Linked DNA regions of Zea mays: region 1 is linked to region 2. The links are chromatin contacts, called in public Hi-C maps. All regions are on one chromosome and are shown on one strand. Each heading gives the region's core, a stretch centred on a gene start, on an enhancer-like site or on the middle of the called end of the contact. The rest is flanking DNA. Distances are from core to core; before and after follow the strand shown. Region 1 holds the start of LOC100193235. Region 2 holds the start of LOC100276042.

Region 1 (5,308 bases), core at 333-2,832, 390 kb after region 2:
GATATTTATTATTATAGTTTCTATGGGTGCAGGAATGAATACCATTCATTATTTGTAGAAAGGACAAATTGATCTCAGTATAAATCGTACCATATAAAAAACGAACGGTGTGGATGTCTTTGTAATTGGAATAAGGGATATGCTAAATAGAAGAAATGATACAAGAATGCATAAAGCGGTACAAGGAATTTTAATATGTATTTAGATTTCATAAATGGGCAATAGTAAACCAGCTTACCTTTTACAGACTTTGATACTACAGAGGCTGCAAGAATCACCTGTGATACATAAACAGGAAAAAGATTCAATAGTCGTATTCTTATGGTATGAATACCAAGACAATAAATTATGCTCATCAATTATTTAATCGTAGCTGCCGTCTACTTTTGCTAAAAGAGAGTACGTACTCTGCGGAGGAAAAAGAAACAAAAATAATTCATCATAGTTGTTGTCTACTTTCGCTTAATTACTTAGAGAAAGGGTAGAGGATGGATCGGGTGCAATGTGAAGCCATACCATCTAAAACAACACCTTAGTATCTATTGACAAAATATAGTGATGACAAGAAACAACTAATTCCTTTTGTTCCAGAAAATGGTATTGACACGCATAAGTATAAAACCTATCTGTATAATGTTCGTGTACACTCCAACACCTACCTATGTATGAACATCTCAACTGACTAAACCAGCGTGAATTCATCGGTTCAAAATAAATCAGGGGCGCTCTGAGGTATCTGCAACATCATTGTTTCAAATTTGTGAGGTTATTCATGCCTAATTTTATAGCTTTGTGCATGATTTGGTTACACAAACTGGCCCAACCCGTGAACCACCAGCAAGCCTTCGCATATGCGCTTCCTTTCACGAGAAATCAGACTAAAACTGATGAGGTGAGACGAGATAAGGGGTGAGGCGGGGCTCACCTGATTCCAGACGGAGACGAGGGGTGGCGGGTTCCCGTTCCGGTGACGACATGGTTGACCTTGCGCGGGAGGAAGAGGAAGAGGGAACGATGTGAGTGCTGTCATCGGGCGTGCGACGGTTGCGTCTTCATCTTCCACGAGAGGATGGAGAAAGGGAGTGGAGGGCTTGGTTCTGTCGCTTGCAAGACCACGGCAGGGTCATGGTTGGTAGCGAGTGTCGCCGTCTTCTGCATCACCGCAGGCTTCAGCGGCGGCGTCGCGGCGTCGGCGGTGAGGACGCTCCGGCGCTGGCGCGACTTCCTCGTGGATGGGGTTCGGGTGACGGCGGCGTTGATAGGGTTTCGCGAGGTAGAATGTTGAGTTGCGATGCGGGGGAGCGCGGGTGGGTCGGGTTGGTCGCGAGCGGAGGGCGCAGTGCGTCGACGTTGGATCGAGTGTAAATGGCTAAGATTGCAGAACGGCAGAACGGCAGACTACTCTTACAGCCTTAATAGGTAGTAGAGATTCAGATTGCGCTATTGGGGATACTGATTTTCAAAAGCCCAGTGTTCGGGATATCACGGTTCCAAAAAAAACTCTCACCCACCTCCCTTCCGAAGCTTCCTTTCCCAATAATCTTCCGGACCTTCTCAAATCTCCACGGAGTGCTCGTTGGCCCCCGAAGCTCCCAGAACCTCCTCCTCCGCTTCTCTCCACTCTTCACGCCGCCACCGAGTTTATACACGCTTCGTCCCGTCCTGCCGCGCCCGTCTGTTCCATAGCATACCATTATTGTGATAAACCATCCAATCCAGAGTTCCATTCCATTCTGAATTGCTCCTCCCAGCTTCAGATAAACCATCGAGATTGTGCCGCCAGCGCCCCACCATGGCCGCCGCGCCGCCGCTGTCCGCCGACGTACTCTCCTTCCTAACCTCCGCCCCCGCCGCGCCGACGCCGGTCGTAGCCGCGGCGTGGGGCGCGGCGAGGGCGGGTCCTGTGAGGGGTAAGGCGGCACTAAGGACGACGAGAGGAGGAAGGGGCGGGGTGCTGGCTCCGCTGGTCGGGAGGAGGCCCCGCCGGACGCCGCTCTCGGTGCGCTGCAACGCCACCAGCCGGGACGGCAGGGTATGATATGAACCTGTTCCCCTCGCCTTCATTTTCGGTCCGATTTTGCTCACTTCTTTTTATCTTTTATTTTCATTAAAAGAAGATACTAGCATGTCCGGTTTTCAATTCCTATGTCACAGTCCTATAACAACCGATGCATTTATTTACGCCCCCATTTTTCATTAAATTTTCATAGCACTTTTACTACACTCCCGGTCCTAAAATACTAATGCACATGGGATATAGAAAATACTATTAATATTCGAATCCTCAAATAACTTTATTATGGAAAATAAATTACATGCTTGATACTTACTATTTATCATAAATATTACTACATTTTTTATTATTGAACTCCTTTGAAGAGCCAAGAAATTGCATTTTCCCCCTCTATATCTCACTCGTGGTTACCTATTTTGCTGACAGATTACACAACAAGAGTTCACTGAGATGGCGTGGCAAGCAATTGTCTCATCCCCCGAGGTGGCAAAGGAGAGCAAACACCAGATTGTGGAGACCGAACATCTGATGAAATCCCTGCTGGAGCAACGGAATGGCCTTGCCCGCCGTATCTTTTCTAAGGCAGGAGTTGACAATACAAGGCTTCTCGATGCCACAAAGAAATTCATCCAGAGGCAGCCTAAGGTGCTTCATGCTCAACACACTTAGATTCTGCTGATACCCAGATGCAGTTTGCTTTCACAAGAATAATGCATCTTGCTATGGACTAGGACTGATACGTCAGGAAACTGAAAATGTTTTTTGTTCATCGCAATAAAGTCCACTTCAATGTCTTTCTATATGTTGCTTTTAATTGAGCAAAAAATATATCTCCCGGTCATAGTTTTCTTATGTTCAGCTCAATGATTCAGGTATTAGGTGAAGAACCTGGATCTATGTTGGGGCGTGACTTAGAAGCTCTGATACAAAGAGCAAGGGACTTTAAGAAAGAGTATGGTGATTCATATGTCTCAGTTGAACATCTAGTCCTTGGCTTTGCCGAAGATAAGCGGTTTGGGACACAGCTGTTCAAGGATTTTCAGATTACTGTGAAGACCTTGAAATCAGCCATTGAATCGATCAGAGGGAAGCAAAATGTAATTGATCAAGGTACAAGCTTTCTTTTCTTGCCCCCTAGCTTTGGAAATATTGCAATACTGACATTAACATGCTTGCAACTTTTATCCTTTTCCTGTCTGTGCCCCAATAAAATTGGATGGTGTAACCTATTTTCCCATAAATTGCACAAAGAAAATGACAAGTAATGAAACACTAGTTAGTTGCCCGTAAATTGCTACGGATTCTATATATCATATAGGTAGATCTTATTTAAATGATATATTTATTCAAATATAATTATTTTTTTAATTTCAAATTATTAGTATGTATGTATTTACAGTATATCTCCTCCATATAACACAAACCAATAGTGGTGGAAGCGCTCAGCTCTTTACCCTGTGGGCAGGGTTCGAGCCCCTGGTCACACCCATTTTTTGCAGCTGAGCGCTGGGCATGCACACGGGGCAAATCTCACTGGGCGCGCGGGACGGGCACAGAAGATGCACGAAGAAACTCGTGCTTTGAAGTTGTAGTGATGTGCTGAAGTAGACATCACCTTTAACCATTTCATGCATAATATGTAGTTATGCAAACTTTTGCCTTGAACTCTTGTTTCCCTCTGATACAATAGTAGATATTTTCACATGAAAAACTAAAATTATGCATTTCTAATAGATCCTGAGGGTAAGTACGAAGCTTTGGATAAGTATGGAAAGGATCTGACAGCTATGGCACGTCAAGGGAAGCTTGATCCAGTTATTGGAAGAGATGATGAGATTCGAAGATGTATACAAATTTTATCACGAAGAACAAAGAACAATCCAGTTCTAATTGGTGAACCTGGTGTAGGGAAAACGGCTATAGCTGAAGGGTTGGTAAACAATGCTTTTTGCACAACATATCACTGTTTATCGAAATAGTTCCCTTAACTTGATTTTTTGTTTATTGTTTAGACTAGCTCAGAGGATTGTTCAAGGAGATGTCCCACAAGCTCTGACAAACCGGCGAGTAAGTTATTCATTCATGTATTATGCATTTATGTTCTTCAGAGTCAAGCACATTTTTGGATTCTCTTCTAAATTATTGAAGAATTTGTTCCACATTTATCATGATATTTTGTCGTAGTTCTAGAGTACATGACGTGTTGTACGTTAAAGTCTTCTGTTGTCTTTGAGCACTTTTTTATGCTGCAACCGATTAATGTTGAAGTAGTTCATCTGAACATAGTTTTCAAAACATAATTCTTCCACATAATTCTTCCACCTGTTCTATTTCTTTGTCCTTTAAGTTGTACAAGTATTTTGGTAATGTTTGGTGTCCATTAGTATACTCTGTAGTTGACGTTCAGATTTACATTAGAATATCTTGACATAGCTAACTCTTTGATATGATATATCGTTTTTTGTGATATGTTATAGATGATTTTAATCAGTTTCCAAAATATTGAATTGCTAATAACCAGTTAAATACTGGTTGTGTGTGTGTGTGTGTGTTTTCTTTGCTTTAGTGCATTGTCTAACAATAATGGAAGCATTATTTAAATTGTAACTACTGTACCTTCTTGGCTTCTTTTGGATACTTTTGTAACTTTTTAGAGGTCATGTTTTAACTCTATTCTATTGTTTCTTTTAAATAGCTAATTGCACTTGATATGGGTGCATTGATTGCTGGTGCAAAATATCGTGGAGAGTTTGAGGATAGACTTAAGGCTGTTCTCAAAGAAGTTACAGATTCTGATGGGCAGACCATTCTTTTCATTGATGAGATTCACACAGTTGTTGGAGCAGGTAAACTATGCAGGATATTCTGCTGTTGCCCTGACTATTAGATGTTTTCAGCCTTGCCATTAATTTATTTTAGTCCAAATTGTTTTATTTGGTAAAACTTCATTTCTTAAAAAATGGTGTGCATTTGAAAGTTCTTTTGAGGATCTTGTATGGCCCCACTGCCCCAGTATTGGGAACCATCTCTGCTCTTAGTTAAACCTGGACTATAGTCATATAGTTTGCATAAGCCCATGAATATCTCATGCCAACTGACTCGTGTCGATTCCATTGGGCTCGCATTTCAGCCTTTTATAGGTTGCACTGGGTGGATAGAAGCAGCATATTCAATGCAAAGTCATGTCACTCACTTAATGTTTTCACCCTGTTTTTTCTTCTGTTTTATGATGAAAGTGAAATTGATGCTTGAGGCCAAACCATGTAGAAGTCCTATGATTTCGTGGCAGATTCT
Region 2 (4,970 bases), core at 640-3,139:
CCGAGATCATCAGTTCATCACCAAATTGATTCACTCACACAAATGCTTGTGAGAACCTCTTTGTTCAAGACAAGAGAAAAGGAAATCCCAAATAAGTTTATCATAGGCTTTCTCAAAGTCCACTTTGAGCACTAGACCATCTTTCTTTTCACTCTAGTGTTATGCATGATTTCATGCATAGCCATTATTCTATCCAAAATAAACTGGTTATACGTCTATGATGAGACTCGCTTTGTCATCGCTACACAAACAAAGAACTCCAACTTGATCCAACATGATAAAAAAAGTTGGACCACCATGATAAAACACAGTAAAAACAAATCACTTTACTAAATAAGTTTAGAAGTGTCACCTTCACCACCAGCAGCAGCAGCACCAACAGAAAATTTTAGTCCCAAGCAAGTTGGGACAGGATAGAGTTAAAACCCAACAAAATCCACAAATCAAGGTTCGGGCACATGGATAGCATATAGTCGTTTTCCACAAGTCAAGTGTCACCTTCACCATCCAAAGAAAATTAAATCCACTGAAACAGCTGGTCATCTCGTTACAGTATAACCTAGTGAACTTTGCCACTGTTTGTTTCAGCTTTTTGGAGCTTCTGGCCACCAAAAGCTGCTGCGGACTGCCAAACGCTTAGCTTTTCAGTCAGCTTATATAAAATTCGTTTGGGTAAAAATCATTTAAAATCAACATAAACATATAATCGGTTGAGTCGTTGCAATAGTAGGAATCCATCACTTTCTAGATCCTGAGTCTTATGGACACCTTTATCTTCCTCCGCACGTAATCCTAATGATACTCAGATTCTCTATACAGCCAGATTCTCCGCACAGCTAGATTTTCAGAAAAGCTGGTCAGAAAAAAGTTGAACCAAACAAGCCCTTTGAAGGGTTATTCAACATGGCATTCACAAGGGTCAATGTCTGCAACTAAAAAAAGCAATGCAAGAACAAATGGGCACGAAGGGTCTGTTTGGTTGCAAGCTCAGCCGTCCGATTTCCTGTGCCTGGGTGCAGATGAATGTCTGGCTCCTGAGTTGCATTGCATGGCAGGACATGAACCAAAAAGGCCAAATCCTTTGTTCAGAAGGCTATGCTGTGTCTGGTCCATCCTCCATGCACCTTTGGAGGGCCTCTCTGGAATATTATTGTTCAAGTGCGTGCGGCCGGACTACTGCATATCAATTTTTGGAAACTTTTTTATAGACTTCTAGGGACCCTCTATGTAGTTGTAACAGAGTGTAGAAATTTTCCTAGACATGGCAATTAATATGCTAATGAACCTGTTAAGAAAAATGGGGTACCTATCCTCAATTTGGTCGGTCTGGGAGGAACTACTCACCAATCAATCGGACCCGCTCGATTCCAGAGCCAAACGACACTATGCACATCGATCGATTACCCTCTGTAGTCTCCTCCGTGCGCCGTTGTATTGTACCATATACTTTCATGTAGCAGGTGCTGCCTCAGCTAAAGATCGGATAGACTGGCCCCACTTCCCCCCTCGATCCCCCCACGAACCGGACCTACCAATTTCGCAACTTCGCTCAAAACACAACCTGAGTCCATCACGAGATCTCTCAGCGTTTACCTCCGTGATGACGGAGACCGCATCATCCTCGATCAAGCCCGCGACATCAGGGCCCCCCGCCATCTCTTCTGGGACCGAACTCCAGCCGCCCTGCCGACTGCCGAGATACCTCCACGCCTGTGCCGCACCTCAGGGATTACGTGGATGGAGCACCAAGGCGCGCCGCGATGCAGAGGCACGAGGGCCGCGGCGATGGCTGCCTGGTTGGCACTGATACGCGTTACGAGAGGAAAGATGCGACGCGAGGGGATAGGATAGGTAGTTCGGTACGCTAGATAGAGTGAAAAACTATCTTACTTAGGGGGTGTTTGGTTTCTAAGGACTAATTTTTAGTCCCTAGATTTTATTCAAATTTAGTTACAAAATTATCAAATATAGAAACTATAACTCTATTTTAGTTTCTATATTTGTCAATTTATATATTAAAATGGAACAAATTGAAGGGACTAAACATTAGTCCCTAGAAACCAAACACCCCCTTACTTAAAATGGTACGATCATTCACTCTTCACCTTATAGAGCTGATTTGGTGGTTAGGGATCCCTAAGGGATCCATGGGGGAGGAATCCCCTCGCAATTCAATTTTGAATAGCAAGAGGATTTCTTCCCCTCGGGATCCCCGGTCACCAAATCAGCCCATACGGGTATAGATATAACAAACGTAGCCATGTTACAACCGTACATTGTACTGTACAACAATATAAGCGACACATAGTTTTACTCGTTAAAAATGCATTTATACATACTATAATTAAACTCTGTATTGCCTAGAGAAGCACTACTCAGCTCATATATGCATACTCTAGCTCATATAGGTATAATAGACTTTAGTGCGAGCATGAGAAAAAATGAAGAGAATGTGAGTGACTCAACCTTCCTGCTCATTTTGTGCGAGGTGACTAGTTGAGGGATTAAATGACTAAAGTTTAGTCTCTATCCTATTTGGTTGCAGAGACTAGACATATTTAAAACATATTAAATGACTTATAAAAAGACTAAAATATTTCTTAACATTCTTTTGCTACTAGTGCAATTGAAAAAATAGAGGTAAAGGATAAAATTAATATGGTTGAATCCTTTTTAGTCACACTTTGAGGGATTAGTGACTAAAACAGTTTAGTTCTTGTTTTAGTTCCACCGTTTTAACTATTTAGGGAGAGACTAAAATAAAGAGATTAATATTTAGTCCCTCAAACCAAAACCAAATGGGTCTAACGCCACTCTATTCTCTATTGCTATAATTCTGCATAAAGACGTTATGTCACATCTACGAGCGAGCGTTGTTTGATTTTTATTGCTTAGCAATTTGATGCGTTTGATTATTAAATATATAATTTGAACCACCGGCTAACACTTAAGTAGAATAACTTGTGCTTAGCAGTTTTGTCTTATGTAGTTTTATTTTTAATAATGAAGCTATTACTTCTAAAATTTAAAAAAAAAATAGGACAAACATAATATCTAATTGTCAATTTTTTTGAAGAATTTTATAACTTTTAGATACCACTACATGACAAAAAACAGAAAAAGATAAAACTGTATCATTTAAATCAGTATCATGTCATCAAAACCATCAAAAAATTATTTTTTTGTTATTTTTTTGGTTTTATAAAATGAGGAGGTTAAACAATCAATTTTAAAGATGGGGTGATGAAGTAGACTACCCTCTAAAAGTTCGAGAGGTTATATAGAGCTTTTCCATTTAATATGGGCTATATATTTGTTTTGATATATTTATTTTTTATGGGTATTTTTTTGTAGGGAGACTACATCAAAGATTAGACTATCTTCAGCAACTTATACATTCTATTTTTTTTTATCACATATCATATGTGTTTTAAGTATGTGTTTTAAGTGACTATATATAAGTAACTTACGGGTCATGGTCTTTCCAGACCCTCACATGTCGCTCATCCGTTACACTGTTAGTATGACCTAACCTACTCCTACCAATATGATTTTGTCGCTCATCCGTTACACTGTTAGTAGGACCTAACCTACTCCAACCAATATGATTTTTGTTGTCTCAACACAAAAGTATTATACTAGTTTCTTAGTAAGCTTGTGTGGCAGGCCTATAAGACAGGAAAGGTAGAGGCGTACATCACATGAGAAATCTTTAAGTAGAAGCACCGAGTGTTCTGCAGTCGATCAGGTGGTGTGCAAGAAGCAGAAAAAAGAGACATAATTAAGTCAGGGAGCAAACTTGCACATTTATGATCGAGAAAACTTTGGCATCAGCAGTGCTACAAATTGTTCTGCCCATCAGTCAAAAATTATAACCCAGATCCTTTTCAAGAGATTACCTGGGTTTGGAGGCCAGCGGCCTTGACCATCAGTTTTGAAGACTACAGGATTTGCACTGGTTGCATCACTGTCGGTCACATGCGAATGCTCCAGGTGCCCTAATGCTGCTACTACACAAAACAAGCCAAAGATCTCATGACTGCTAATTTCATCTTCAAGAGGATCCTGATGACTCCTTTCTGGCTTACTAGTATACTGGACGGCTACACGGTAATCCTATCTACTGCGTGGGATCACACAAAAAAGAAAGACTTCTGCTTCCAACCCACGGAACCCGCGGCTACATTTCATAATGGTCCTTCCTAGGAACAGCATCAAGGTAATTCTTGAGCAACCTTTGATCCATGATCATGTTAGGAATCTGCAGAGTAGTTCACAGCTCAGCCCATGACTTGAGGAACCATTGAGAAAAAAAACAGTACATAGCAGGTCCGAGTCAATACCTTTTCACCAAAGAAAATCTTTGAGTTGTTGGCAATTGATTCAATGAACCTCAGCTCCAGATACTCAGGTGTCAGTTTGAGCCTATTTGCCTCTGCTTCCTTCAAAATCCTGGACAGACCAAACCAAATACAGTTAGTACGAAAAAAGAAAACAAGAGGCATGCACGGACAAAATGGATTTGAAAAGAATATGGCATTGCCATCCGTGCCTGTAGTAGTTTGCATCTGCTAGTGCTTTCTCTCGTGCCAGGTACATTTCATTATCAATCTTCTCCTGTCTCTTGGAACTGTCCTTCTCCATCAGCTTTTGCTCCATCAGGATCTTGCTCACCTGCGCGTTCTTCTCTGCTTCAGATAGCGCAATCTTCTTCTGTGTTTCTGCCTCCTTCTCTGCTACCTTTTGCTTCTCGATGGCGATCAGTGCCTACGTTGTACAGAATACACAAATTCAAGTAAAACACATGAGCAGATACAATGAATATTTGAGTTCTTTTAAGTACTAAATTAACACGAGCTCATGCATATGAATATGAACTATGTATTTTATCTTCAAGTATGAAGTTAGCCTCACAAATATGTCCATGGATATCATGGTTTGCATAATGTTGGATGATCTAAACATCACAG

What was found. Hi-C and Micro-C count contacts between places; a contact is called where the count stands out from the background.
Region 1: a contact with region 2 is called in a Hi-C map of ear, with 2.6 times the contacts expected there. The contact joins the promoter of LOC100193235 here to the promoter of LOC100276042 in region 2. A contact is called at or near these places in 4 of 25 Hi-C or Micro-C datasets (bundle sheath, ear, leaf and 1 more).

What each region holds. Positions count from the first base shown.
Region 1 is chr9:129,726,035-129,731,342 of Zm-B73-REFERENCE-NAM-5.0, forward strand. It overlaps LOC100193235, which reads left to right and starts at 1,583. Exons shown (of 10, transcript NM_001358687.1): 1 at 1,583-2,032; 2 at 2,441-2,659; 3 at 2,887-3,124; 4 at 3,749-3,944; 5 at 4,027-4,081; 6 at 4,710-4,860. The coding sequence starts at 1,793. LOC103639060 (a long non-coding RNA gene) reads right to left here and starts at 1,288. Exons shown (of 11, transcript XR_002264985.2): 1 at 926-1,288; 2 at 239-278.
Region 2 is chr9:129,333,607-129,338,576 of Zm-B73-REFERENCE-NAM-5.0, forward strand. It overlaps LOC100276042, which reads right to left and starts at 1,890. Exons shown (of 4, transcript NM_001412696.1): 1 at 1,594-1,890. The coding sequence starts at 1,656. LOC100382287 (SPFH/Band 7/PHB domain-containing membrane-associated protein family) reads right to left here. Exons shown (of 9, transcript NM_001175037.1): 7 at 4,553-4,767; 8 at 4,344-4,452; 9 at 3,784-4,261. The coding sequence ends at 4,181.